Linked DNA regions of Mus musculus: region 2 is linked to region 1. The links are chromatin contacts, called in public HiChIP or PLAC-seq maps. All regions are on one chromosome and are shown on one strand. Each heading gives the region's core, a stretch centred on a gene start, on an enhancer-like site or on the middle of the called end of the contact. The rest is flanking DNA. Distances are from core to core; before and after follow the strand shown. Region 1 has its middle 49 kb from the start of Gm39242. Region 2 has its middle 110 kb from the start of Gm39242.

Evidence for each region. HiChIP or PLAC-seq counts read pairs in DNA pulled down with a chosen protein or histone mark.
Region 2: a contact with region 1 is called in an H3K4me3 HiChIP or PLAC-seq map of embryonic hindbrain, with 4 times the contacts expected there. The contact joins two enhancer-like sites. A contact is called at or near these places in 6 of 484 Hi-C or Micro-C datasets (MC3T3-E1-derived osteoblasts, the N1E-115 cell line, cranial neural crest and 2 more) and 7 of 115 datasets of contacts at active chromatin or transcription factors (differentiating embryonic stem cells, embryonic forebrain, embryonic hindbrain and 4 more).

What each region holds. Positions count from the first base shown.
Region 1 is chr8:107,879,600-107,886,125 of GRCm38.p6, reverse strand. No RefSeq gene overlaps it. Among named protein-coding and RNA genes, the nearest start is that of Gm39242, 49 kb to the right of the region's middle. Within about 2 kb of position 4,450, at least 3 of the 459 cell types and tissues checked have an H3K27ac peak or open chromatin away from gene starts, as enhancers often do.
Region 2 is chr8:107,944,820-107,951,498 of GRCm38.p6, reverse strand. No RefSeq gene overlaps it. Among named protein-coding and RNA genes, the nearest start is that of Gm39242, 110 kb to the right of the region's middle. Within about 2 kb of position 1,713, at least 7 of the 459 cell types and tissues checked have an H3K27ac peak or open chromatin away from gene starts, as enhancers often do.

The DNA.
Region 1 (6,526 bases), core at 3,201-5,700:
TGGGGTTAAGTCAGCCCAGCTGGAGGGCCAGCCCCGTGCCCAGCCATCTGCACAGCAACTTGCAGACCAGTAGTTCCCTCTGTAAGACAAAAGGCAAAGAGAGGGAACCAGAGAAGGGCCACAGTCTGACTCCAGGGGGTTTTGCTCTCTCCTTCCTTTTGACCTTGTGTCATCCCTGCCCTCTAAGGGGACCAGAACGAAAGAGACAGATGAGGGATTCATGCAACAGAATGTTCTGGAGACCATCAAGCAAGACCCTCACCAGATACTTGAGGAACTAGATAGAACGTTCACTTGGCACCTCTACCTACCCAGGGCCATGAAAGGGTCTGAGTGAGTTCCCTCACCCACAGCGCGGAGCCCCTCCTGGTTTGAATCAACGCTAGACAGTCCTGTCAGAGATTAAAGGAAACAAAGCCAGACTGAGTCCCGATGGCTGTTCTCTGACATCTAAACTATGCGTAAGAGGGGAGCATGGGAGCCCTCTGCCAATTATCCCAATGACAATGTTAAAATGTAAGGTTGGTCCCACTCACTTGAGAACCACTAGTGGGCCACTTTCTTCCACTGGTGAGTGATGAGGGCCAGGAAACCCTAACATGAAAGAGGATTGGGAAAGACCCGTGGAGCCTGATGTATACGCATGTGAATGCAGCACCCTGGTCACATGGCCATCTCCTGCCAGGTAGCTTGGCTCAAGCCCGAGAGAGAGCATGCTTACCACACAAGTTCCTAACCCTCTGTGACCCCTCTCAGCCTGACTCCACCTGGTGTAATCCTTTGATCTTCTTCCGTCGTCGTCCCTACCTCATCCTAGCCAATCTGATTTCAAACTTTAAAAGGTGACAACTTTGAGGGGACAGATTACAGCGATGGACTCCAGCCAACTGAAGCACAGAGCCAAACACCCTCACGCAGGATCAACCCGCAACTCCAAAGGGAAGGAGCTATTTCCAGAACATTTGTTTAATTGATGAATAAAAACGGGTTCTATTTAGTGCTGTTTTGAACGTTGTATTCGTTGTAGAGTAGCCTAATTGAGCTCATTAACACGCATTGTCTCATATAGTTAGTTTTAGGGTGAGAACACATAAAAATCTCTCTTAGCAGGTTTCAAAATATATCACTTTTATTATGAACTATGATTCCCTTCTTGAACAGTAGATCTGAACTCATTTTTCTATCTAATTGAAATCTTGCTTTGGCCAATATCTCCCCAATACCCTGCAAACACTGTCCTATTTTAAGAATTTCTTTCTTCCTTCCTTTCTTCTCCTCTCCCCCTCCTTCTAGATTTTACATAGGAATAAGATCACATGTTATTTAGTTTTCTGTGCCTGACTGATTTCCCATGGCTGAATATGCTCCAGATTCAACTATTATGTCCCAGATTACACGACTTCCTTCTTTTTTAGGGGTATATAATATTCCACTGTATATCACCGCAGCATCCGTGATAGACAGGCAGGTGGATTCTGGGCCTCAGCTCTTGGGGACAAGGTTGAATGAGCGTGGAATAGCAGATGACACTTGGATGTACCCATTTCACTTCCTCTGGATGTAAGCCATCAACCATGTCTGGTCAAGCAGTAGCAGTTCCATTTTCAATTTTTCAAGGACCCTCCACACTGGTTTCCTCCATGACTGAATGCACTTCACCTCCTACCAACAGCTCCCAGATAACAATTCTTTGTTTTCTTTCCATCTCTGGGGTTCTTTCTCTGTAAAAACAAAACAGAAATCAGCATTCAGAGAGAGAGGGAGAGAGAGGGAGAGACAGAGAGACAGAGAGACAGAGAGACAGAGAGACAGAGAGACAGACAGACAGACAGACAGAGAGAGAGAGAGAGAGAGAGAGACCATCTAAATCACTTTTCCAGATGAGGCAGGAGGACATGCTACATACGGCAGATGTTCTAGTGGGCAGTGCCAGTCATCTCCCCATCACCCCACCCCACCTCCTTCTCCTCACTTCCATACCCGCAAACACGGCCGGCTATGTTTCTGTTTCGTAGGACAAGCTACATAAACACACATAAATACGGTTAGATTTGAAACATAAGATCTGTAACAGCCTCTGACACCGAGAACACACTTGATAAATAATGAAGCAGTGTCTTCCTCCAAGATGGTGGGAATTTACCATCGGGAAGGGAGGCAGAGCCCCCTCTACCCTGACACACACAGAGTTCAAGACACCACGAAAAGAATACCACCCAGGGTCTCCATCCATTTGTCTCATGTGCCGGCTCAACCCAACCCACCTTCATCTTCCTCTGAACTAAGACAAAGGGGTCTAATGTGTTCCGGGCAGTGTCACAAAGCACATCAGGAGTGAATGGGGTTTATAAGATTAGATACTTTCTCTCCAGGCAGTGGGTCAAATCAGAACCTTCGCTCAGCCAGCCCAGTGCATAATCTCCTTTGATCACTTTCAATCAGACTAAGTGTCTGCAATCTGTACAATGGCCACTAATTTAGTGGAAACAAATAATTTGGAGAGCCTGATTATCAAAAGATGAGACAGAACGCAAGGTCCAGACTGGATAAGCATGCTGGAAGTTTGCTCTTGCCTCATTTTTTTTTCAAAGCTGCCATGACCCATACAGCATTACTGCATTAGGGACTTAGAGTTGGTCTGCTAAGCTTAAAAATAAAAAGAAGAAAGAAAGAAAAGAAAAAAATGGATATTGGATATTGTCACACACACACACCCTCATGAGTTCCTCATTTAAATAAGGAACAGGGTACAATGCATCAGTTAAATCGCAAGCCTTTGTCACTGACACACGCAGCCATCCACTGCCTGGACAACTTAACATGAAAGGGTTTCATTGTGTGAAAACCAGAGCCTCTTTATATATATATATAAGATAATGTATAAAATTCTAGTTATACAACTGGCCGGCATCACAAAGCTCTGTGGGTCCTGGAAGCCTCTCTCTCTCCCCCACCATGGATAATAAGGCATGGGGTTTTGCTTGCTTTGATTAATTTCAGAATATTGCACTGAACCTGCATAATCCCTAAGACAGCAGAGTAGAGGAGAAAAAGTGATGGGCAATGATAAAAAAAAAAAATGAAATGATCAGGCAAAGGCTGTGTTCTATCCGTGCTGTACAACACACAGGTATGCACATGTGCACACACACATGCGCACACACATATACACATACACACATATATGCATACATACACATGCACACATAAACATATATACACACACACATGCATGCGCTAGAGCGTGCACACATACACACACACACACACACACCATCACCACCACCATTACAAAACTGATTTCAGCAAGTACTAACCACAATAATGGTCAACATACAAAATGGTCTTTGACTCTAGGACTTAAATGATATGCACGAGGCTGCAGCAAGCTTAAACAAAACCTCTGAGGTGTCGCCAGGGCTGTGATCAGATATATAACATCACTGGGAAATGCACACCGCCTTTTTTTTTCCTCAAATCACAGCAGCCATTATTTATACAAGTACTGAATATGGAAAAGGCTCTGACAACTTTACAGTGGTGTTTGGATGGATGAAGATGCGGGATGATGGATGAGGGAGACAGAGGATTCCCTTATTAAAGCATCAAATTCGCCTCTAAATATCAAACAGACATCTTAGCCCCAAACGCGTACTGCTTCCTACTCAAAATCATATAGACCGAACACATGAACGGCCTTTCTTTGATAGAAAAAAAAGGCAGGGTGTTCGCCTAATGAGTAGTGTTAATTTTGGACTAGGCCATTAAGTACCTTTTTTTTCTGCATAATGTGAACTCAGAGTCCATGCCTATCAAACAAGAATAAACGTGACAATTTGCAAATATAAATGAATGTTGGCAGAAACGGGACAGATCCCCACCCTGCCATTCTGTTCTAAAATTTTAGTAAATAATTTCAGCAGATAGCATCTTCCAGCTATATTTTTGGTGTCTTTCTTGACAGGAAAGCTGCTATGAAGGGATGAAAACTCACCATTTACTCTGTGATTTTTTTTTTTCTTTAATACTGTGCTCGGATTAAAAATATAGACTCATACATACAATGTTGGTAGCACTGCAGCGCCCACTAGTGGACATTCTGGAACCACGGAGGCTCCTGTCTCCAGCGTACATTCAACAAACCAAGTGTGTTCATCGTAAAAGTGTAAAATCAAAAACGAACAAAAGAACATAAGATAAAATGAGCCTGATTTACGAAGTGTGGCAACTTGATTCTTATTGTTTCCATATGATGATGAGGCTGGTACTTTTTTCCACAAACCTCAACTCTACCTTGGCTCTTCCTGTAAGATTAACAGTAGGCAGAGAAACATGGGCCTGATATTCATGAAGTGTCTGTGTCTAAGGAATCTTGCCTAAGAGTTCAACTAGAACACGAGAGGGTCCGGAAGCAAACAAACAACAAAACCAAATGCCTGTTTGTAAAAGAAGCCAGTTCTACCCTAGTCACTGCATGGGCTAGATCTCGCCTATCTCTGCCTCCCAAAGCAATGACACCACTGGGAAGTGGTCTTTTGGTATCAGCATGGTCTAACATGTAACCCAAGAGTAATGTGATTATAACTTACCAGGAAACAATATTTACATGTTGCTAGTGTTTCCGGTTCCTTTCCTTACAATGAAAAACAAGTTTCCTTTGGTCTTTTAATGTTTCTAAGTACAGTGATGATTAAAGCCCATATCTCTCTCTCTCTCTCTCTCTCTCTCTCTCTCTCTCTCTCTCTCTCTCTCACACACACACACACACACACACACACACACACACACAGAGAGAGAGAGAGAGAGAGAGAGAGAGAGACAAAGACAGAGACAGAGACAGAGACAGAGAAATATTTTTCACACATAAGCCTAGAGATTTTTCTTTAGTTTCATGTCTAAGAATTTGTATATTTTTAAGGAGCTTATTTTAGAAAAAAAATGCTAACACATTTCTAAAACTTCATTCACAAAGCTGTAAAGGAACAAAGCATTCTTAATTCGTGTTAACGAAGACATCTTATTTAGCAGGTGTGTGTTGAAAGGAAACAACGCAAGCCAGGAAATCAAGACTAAACTAGTTTTAAAATCCAGAGGGTTTGCCCAATGCAAATTAGGAGTTGTGTTTTAACACCTGAGAACTAGTGATATCATATCAGCCAATTGTGGAGGTCTGAGTCTTTGCTTTCTCTGAGAAAGAAAGAAAGAAAGAAAGAAAGAAAGAAAGAGAGAGAGAGAGGGAGGGAGGGAGGGAGGGAGGGAGGGAGGGAGGGAGGAAGGAAGGAAGGAAGGAAGGAAGGAAGGAAGGAAGGAAGGAAGAAAAAAAGAAAGAAAGAAAGAAAGAAAGAAAGAAAGAAAGAAAGAAAGAAAGAAAGAAAGAGAGAAAGAGAGAGAGGGAGGGAGGGAGGGAGGGAGGGAGGGAGGGAGGGAGGGAGGAAGGAAGGAAGGAAGGAAGGAAGGAAGGAAGGAAGGAAGGAAGGAAGAAAGAAAAGCTTCCTGAGCAGGTGGAAGTGAGGACTCTTTGGATACCAGTGAGCCTGACTGGTGACCCTGACCAGAGAGTTGCTTCCAGGCTCTTTCCTGAAATATGCCACTGTCCCTAACTCTGAAGCCATCAGAAGCCCAAACCTGGGCACCTCCTCTTTGTTGTGTCTTGACACAGACACATCCTTCTTGATTCACAGTTGAGCAGTCGAACCTTTGTATGGGTTGTTTTGGAAAGAAAGAAGGTTAGTAAAAAGAAGGAGGAGGAGGAGGACGATGTTGGTGGTGGCGGCAGCGGCAAAGGAACTGGGAAGCAGTTTCTGCCATGACAGCATTGCCCACATCTCTGAACCCATTCCCAACATTGGTTTGAGCTCCTCAAAGACACAAACAGGCAGTAAATGAGCGAAGGCAAGAGGTAACTACCTAGAGCCTGGACTGCAGGTCAGATGGCAGAGCCCCTCCTTATCCTGTGGGAAGCCCTGGGTGGGATCAGCAGCGTTGCCTAAAAGCAGGTGTGGCAGCCAGCTCTGTGATCCCAGCACCAAGGAGATGGAGTCAGAAGGACCTGGAGTTCAAGGTAAACTCTGGCTACATAATGAGTTCCAGGCTACCTAGGATACTCACGACTGTGGATGGGGTGAGGGGGGAGAGAGGGGGGGAGAGAGAGAGAGGGAGAGAGAGAGAGTCCTAGATCCATGAAGATGCCCAGCTGGGTGGGTTTCATCGACTATGGCCCCATGTTGAATTTTCTAGGTTCAAATCCCACCTGTACTGCTTACTAAAATTGGGAAAGCTGCTTAACCTGCTCCTATTTGCCTCATTTATTAAGAAAGGGATCTCATGTGGTTGTAAAAAAATCAAATGTTGCCCTGGCACCAAGCAGCAAATAGCAAAGAAAGAAAGAAAGAAAGAAAGAAAGAAAGAAAGAAAGAAAGAAAGAAAGAAAGAAAGAAAGAAAGAGGGAGGGAGGGAGGGAGGGAGGGAAGGAGAGAGAGAGAAGAGAGAAAGAGAGGAAGAAAAAGAAAGAAAAGAGGCTGGGGGC
Region 2 (6,679 bases), core at 464-2,963, 68 kb before region 1:
AACAAATGAGCCCTACCTGCTTAACAAAGCATACAGACCACTCAGCTTGGAAAGTAAAAAGTTAACCTAAAACAAAAGGAATTTTACACATGGGAGCATGTGTTCCTTATATAGCCAAAGTCTCCGAAAAAGAATGTATGTGTCAAACAAAACAAGGGCACAAAAGCCACATGTCTGTATATGTATATCTATCTGTATTTCAAACAAGCATATATGAAGTACATTCAATCTCACGTGCACTCGTGTGTACACACACACACACACACACACACACACACACACACTGCACACATGTTAATAGAGCATTCAGAAAACAAAAACAAAAAAACATCAAAGGTCTGGGTAAAGACTCCCTGAACTAAACACTGGCTACCAATATTAGTGAGAGCCTTTTGTGTGTTCATAAAAATCTATCTGCCAGAAAAGTGTCAGAATCATCTGAGAGCAAAACGAGTGTAGGGGAGAGGGGTAGCCCATGACAAGACGACTCCCCCATTTCCCACGAGGCTATAAAAGAGCAAACACTTGAAATAATTTGCAAATAACCCTAACCCAGCTCCTTCAGGTTTTATTTTAATGAGTAGGATTTAGCAGGAAAGTTGTTCAAATGACAGGACCCTTACTTACAGGGATCGGACAAGGGTAAGGAGAGAGAAAGGGACAGAGAGTCCAAGGGAAGGCTCCCAGTTTGTGACTCAAAACTGGAAGTAAGGTTTCCTCAGAGATTTCAAGGATCCTTTAAAAATTCTTATCGAAATCAAGTCCCCTTCCGACTTTCTTTTTCTTATAATTGAACAAGTGTTTAACTGTATCTCACTGTCACAGCCGTTCCAATACATGAGCCGCACTCCGAGTAACAGCTTTCGTTACACATTTTTGTGCTGAGGACTTTCGGTACACTGTGATAAGAGCCCTCGTAGCTTGGTACTGCCTGCACACAGAAAATAAACCTGGCATTTTCAGATTAGCTTTTTTTTTTCTCCATCTGATGTGCATGATTTTGGCAAGACAAAGAGTTGCTTGTGATACCACACATATTGATCTGAATATAACCCTTTAGTTCATTATTTTTTTTAAATATCATCTCACTATTTGGGACCAGATAAAAATAAAATTTTACGTTGGTTCAGCACAGAAGAACTAAGCAACTGCAGCATAGCTTACACAAATCATTATCCATGAGCCAAATGCTAATGCAATTTTTTTTTACTTCCATGGTATCTTTATGACACCATATCAAATATCCAAATACTCTATGAGGGCAGAGGCCGTGCTATATCACTTGGTCAGAGCTGTTAACGAAAGAAACACAGGGACGCTTGTGGCCCAGACTTTTAATTCACGTGCCTTGTTTCAGACTCAGGGACATTCCGTCGTTCAGCCCCGAGTGACCAGGGGACGCTTCCCACCACAGGTGACTGACTATCCCTGAAATGGCCACCACAGTTTCTTCCTCCCGTTGTCATCCCTTTCAGAAATGTTTCATATTAGGGGGAAAAAAACCACAGAAATTCCAAAGTGCTTTTATCTGAAGGAGAATAAACAGACTCCTGTTCCAAAACAAAGAATAATCGTGTCTCCCCACTAAATGAACCTGAATGTTCGTCTGCACAGTTTTGAATGAAATACCCACGTGCCGTTGTTTCAGACCCTATAAAGGGAACGGCTGTGACCGCTCACCTACTGTCCCCTGTCACAGCTAAGCCTTCCCCTGTGGCACTTGCCTTCACCAGCTAGCTCCAAGTTGCCACCTTGCACAGGTTGCCTCAGACCTTTCCCCTTAAGTGAGTGGACTCAAAATTAGCCACTTGCAGTCCTACCTTGTGCTTTAAATTTTAATAACAAACAGAGACATCTCCTGTCTCTCTTTAGATTCTGTAGACCCTCCCTCTTCTCTGCAGACTGAAGGCTGCTGCTGAAAAGATTGAAAACCTGGAAGGAGTTTGGGGTGGACTGGCCAAGCCCCCTCCATTTCCCTCAGATGTTTACAATCTAGCACCTTTCTGAAGACAAAGATGGGGGGGGGCTTATTTTTCCCTTAGACTGAAGGGTGAGACAGGGGGGTATTAAAAACTGATCAATGTAATTTTTTTCTCAGAAGTATTTGCACATCTGTGAAATAATGTAATTTCCTCTTTTAAAAAAAACTTTTTATATGACATTCATGATTATAGCCTGATCTGGAGAATTATTCAAATATAAAATTAAATGTTCAGAAACTAGCTGTGCTGTGGATGGCTGGGCTTGCCCCAGCTGTGCATCAAACTTAGGCGATTCTATTAAAAGTCTAAAACTGAGCCTCTCTAGATCACAATGAATCCCCCCCCCCACAAAAAAGGGGAAAATCGCTTTTTAAAAGGAAATATGAGGGTCTACTCGTTTGGGTTACAGTTTCTTTGGGTGAGCCTCCGGGGGCCTAAAGAGACTCCAGCAAACTGTTCAGAACCCATAATAACAACAACAACAAAGGGGAGTGGGGAGGGGGGGCTACGGCAGAAGAACGAAAGCAACCAATACAGCAGGTAGCCTCGTGTGTTATCACAGGGTTCAGAACAATCTGGGACTTAGAGAAAGTTCCGAACCTTCAAAGTTAATTCTTTTGTTCCAGTGAAATTGCTTCAGTTTTAACGTGAGCCATCTGTCATTTCTCCTTGGCTGCTGTGTGCCACACGGCTTTTATGCTGCTTTGACTCCAGACCCCTTTCCCCCCACAACTGCTCCCAACTGCTCCCAGGTCTGAGAGGAATCCACCCTCCTGAGGCACAGTCCAAAAAAAAAAAAAAAAGCAAACTTTCCCTGAACCTACAATCCTAAGATTTTTCTTTTCATTTCCATGATCTAGCATGGTCCCCTCCAAATCCATCTGCCTTTCAGAGATGATTCTAGTGCGTTTTTCAGCACCTCCAACCTCATCCGTGTCTTGCACCATCGACTCCAGGTAATGTATCACCGATACAGAAAATAATGGAGACCCCAGAAAATAAAAGACTATTACATCCCTTTGAAGTTAAAGACCTAGCCCCACACTCCAAAGTCTGCTACCCTCCACATCTGGTTCTTTTAATAAAATGAATTTCTAAAATATTTACTGGTTTAAAAATAAGCCAGGACCTTTTATGGGTTAATACTATCCAATTTTAAGTGGAAAGAAAAACATAATTCTCAATAATTTTATGGCAGGAATTAATAGTCAGATAATCTCAGGAAGGAGAAAGGGGGTGGGGTGGGGGGTATGTGGTTACTATTCTGAAAACCAGGGAACAAGGGAAGGCAGAGGGTGTTGTTTATGCTGCCTAAGACAGACAGACTTTAATAACACTTAACAGAACGATACACATAATGATCTCAGAAAGCACTTCTTCTGCCTCATCCATCATGCCGAGGAGAAAATGAAGCCTTCGACAGCATTCGAAATTATTCTGGATCTTGTCAGTAATTCCCCGCGTCTCTCCACTATCACAACACAAATGTGCGTGTGTGTGAGACACTGACCATTAATCTAGACAAGGTTTCAGGTGTGTGTGAGAGAGAGACAGAGAGAGATGGGGGGGGGGGGTGAAGAGAGGAGACTTGTGACAGCATGCTAAGAATTATTACCTTTTCCACGGAGGAATGGTACCTACCCATGAAGCCGTACTAAATAAACCAAAGGAAACTAGAAAACTACATGGGTAAAGACATGGGACCTTAAGAGATCAAATGTTTTCTGTCGAGATGAAAGAGAGGAAAGCAACGTCCCCGCTAGCTAGAGCCATGACCAACTCTAAACGACCAAGGTAGGGAGCCAGCCCCTCCCTGAAAAAAAGTTTCTATGAAGTTGCAACATACTATCAGCATCCCTAAGTAATCAGACCTTGTGTGGTGAGAAAAATCATGGGCTTGTCTTTGCCACTACAAAGACACAGCCAAAAAAAGGTCTACTTTGTATCCTTCAGCAGAGGAGCCTCAGACTGGGCACCTGGACTGTTGGGTTTGTACACTGTAAAGTTCTCATTGATTCAGACAGAGTGGGGGGAGGGGAGGAGGACCTCGGAATTATTAAATAACCAGTTTATTCGCAGATCCATCTGGCTTTGACAGCGTATTCCTGGCAAACCCCATTTGAATTCCCAGCCCTCCTGAGAAACCAAGCAGCGGCTTGGGCAGCAGCTTCCTCAAACTTGACTCTTTCTCCGCGGCATGGCAGCCATCCTAAAAGAGACTCCCGTTCCAAAAGGAACTGCCTATAAATATTTGCAAGATAATTTCTCACAACACTCATCTGAGTCCACTCCAAACTGATTTCTATACACGCTCTGCGAAGATAAAAGTGGGCTGGATGTCTGGTTTGTGATAAATTAGGATGATTTCACTACCAAAGTCATCAGAGCCACACAGATGGGCTTACTTGGATGAACGTCTGTGAGCTACCCAAGGCTAACAACAGAGAGCAGGGGGGTCTCCTCAGATGAGTGTGTGTCTTAAGGAGGGGGTGATGGTGGGGATGCATTGGAGCAGGGCCAGGAGGACTCAGAGGGAGGAGGGACGGGGAGAAGAGAAAAACAGTAACAAAATTATACACGGGAAGAAATGCCAATACTAGCTCTTCCTCTGAAGTATCAGACAAGCCCTCCCTGTTTTGAAAGAGTGAGCTGAAATAACACGGACTACCTAAAAACCAGGCCCAGGGCTCTCAGAAATTGGCCTTTATTGATAAACACTTTTGTCTCATTTACAACAATCAAAATTTGAAACGTTGGGGTTTTTTGTTTTTTGTGGTTTTTTTTTTTGTTTTGTTTTTTTTTTGTTGTTGTTTTTTTAAGAAAATACAGAACTTTATTGCCTCTTGAGCAATAAACCAATTCAGGAGCAGATACGCACTTTTTTTTTTTTTTTTTTTTTTTTTTTGTCTAAGTGTTTAATTTAGGCTGGGATGTGTGACCCACCACCCCTGAGCCCCAGGTGGAAAAAGAGATTATTATTCACAAGGAACAAACACCACTGCAGGATTAAAAACAGCTCCCAGGAAGTGGATGCAGCCTAGTCCCTCCCCTCCATCTCTGCACAGCCCACCTTCCCTGCCTCCCTCCACCCCACCCTGCCTCCTGCTCCCCCAACCCCCAGTTGCAAGCTATAAAGCAGAAAATGTCACTTGGAGCTTCATCGAGGCCTGGCAATGGACAGATATTTATACTGAATAATGCTCACATCAGGAGTGAGTAAAACCAGGTTTAAAATTGAGGTTTTCACAAAATAATGAAGAGGAAATGTCACGCTGGCAGCAGTAACGGCATAAATTGTGCTTATTTATTCATTATCCCTTTTTCCTCCCCTTCCTCCGTGGAAACGTAATTTTTATTTTTCACGATCTACTTGCATGAAACAGAATGGGGCTTCTGCTCTAGCTGTTGCTCTTTTCCGAGCCTAAGACCAGAGACAAAGATGATCTTTAAAGATTTAAAAACACAGCAGTAATAAAGAATGCAGCCCCGAACGCCTTGCCTTCTAGATTTTAGTTCAAAGAGACAAGGTAAATATGATTCGCCCAAACAAAATTACCCGTAGCTTTAACTTTTACCTTATCTAATTGAACTACAGAGAAAATATCAGGGAAAAATGTCACCTGCCCAACAGTAAATACACTGCGGATAGCAAAGGAAGTGGAGGAAGAAGAGGAGGGGGAATGGGGACCATGAACGGGGCGGGGGGGGGGGGGGGGGTGTAACAAAACAACAACCATTTCTGCTAAAGGTTTCTATGGGCAGCTTTCTTGGGAAGATATTGGGGGCCACTCCCCACTCGTGACGGCTCGCAGAAAACAGGGTGGGGTCCACCTTGGTAGCCTAATCAGTCTGCAGGCAGCTTTCAGACTGAGAAAGAAAATCCACAAAGACCTACCCCTCTTCATCTCACATGCACCCTCCACCACGTCCACTCCCCAAAATAAAACTCGAGTGAACTCTGGCATCTGGCAGCAAGCCTGTAAACCCAGCGCAGAGATAAAGACCGACTGCTCATCACACACCTCCAGGCTCGGCCATCTAATAGGAACAAATTGGCAATGACTGCCCAGGCTAGTAACACAGGCCTACTGATTTGTAGATTGATACGGACGCCTAATGATCCCCTTGGGCAGATCAATAGTAACAATCCTCATGGCTGCCTTTCTTCTTTATTGGCATAGAGGACTAAGGCAGGGAGAAAGCAGGACGCTGTGGAGGCCACAGGCTACCTGGGGAATGAAAGGATAAGGATACCGGTGTGGAGGCAGAAGGACCAGGACTCCAGAACTTTGCCCTCACACTGCATGTATTTAGCAGGTGGCGGGTATAAGAAGGGGACCTGATACGCTTTGCTACTAATAGTGTCTGTGTGTGGCATTCACTGGGATCTGGTCTATAATAAACACAACCAGGTAAGAGAAGAGAGATGTCAGAAGCCCAGCTCGCCGCCGACAAAACGATGGACTTGGGAGACAGGAAACGCAGATCTGATCACAGCACCCGAGAGAAGGGAAACCCCGGGGATGCCTGCAACTTAAGAAACCTGAGGTTGGGCTGCACGGCAAGCAGCTATCATCAACAAGCCCCAGTCATGGCGGGCTTTACTTTAAACACGACAGAAAGGAGGCAAACGCATCCTCCGCTGTGTTGTCTGAACATGTTTAAGACACCCATCTGCCTCCCGCGGGCCCGGGGGT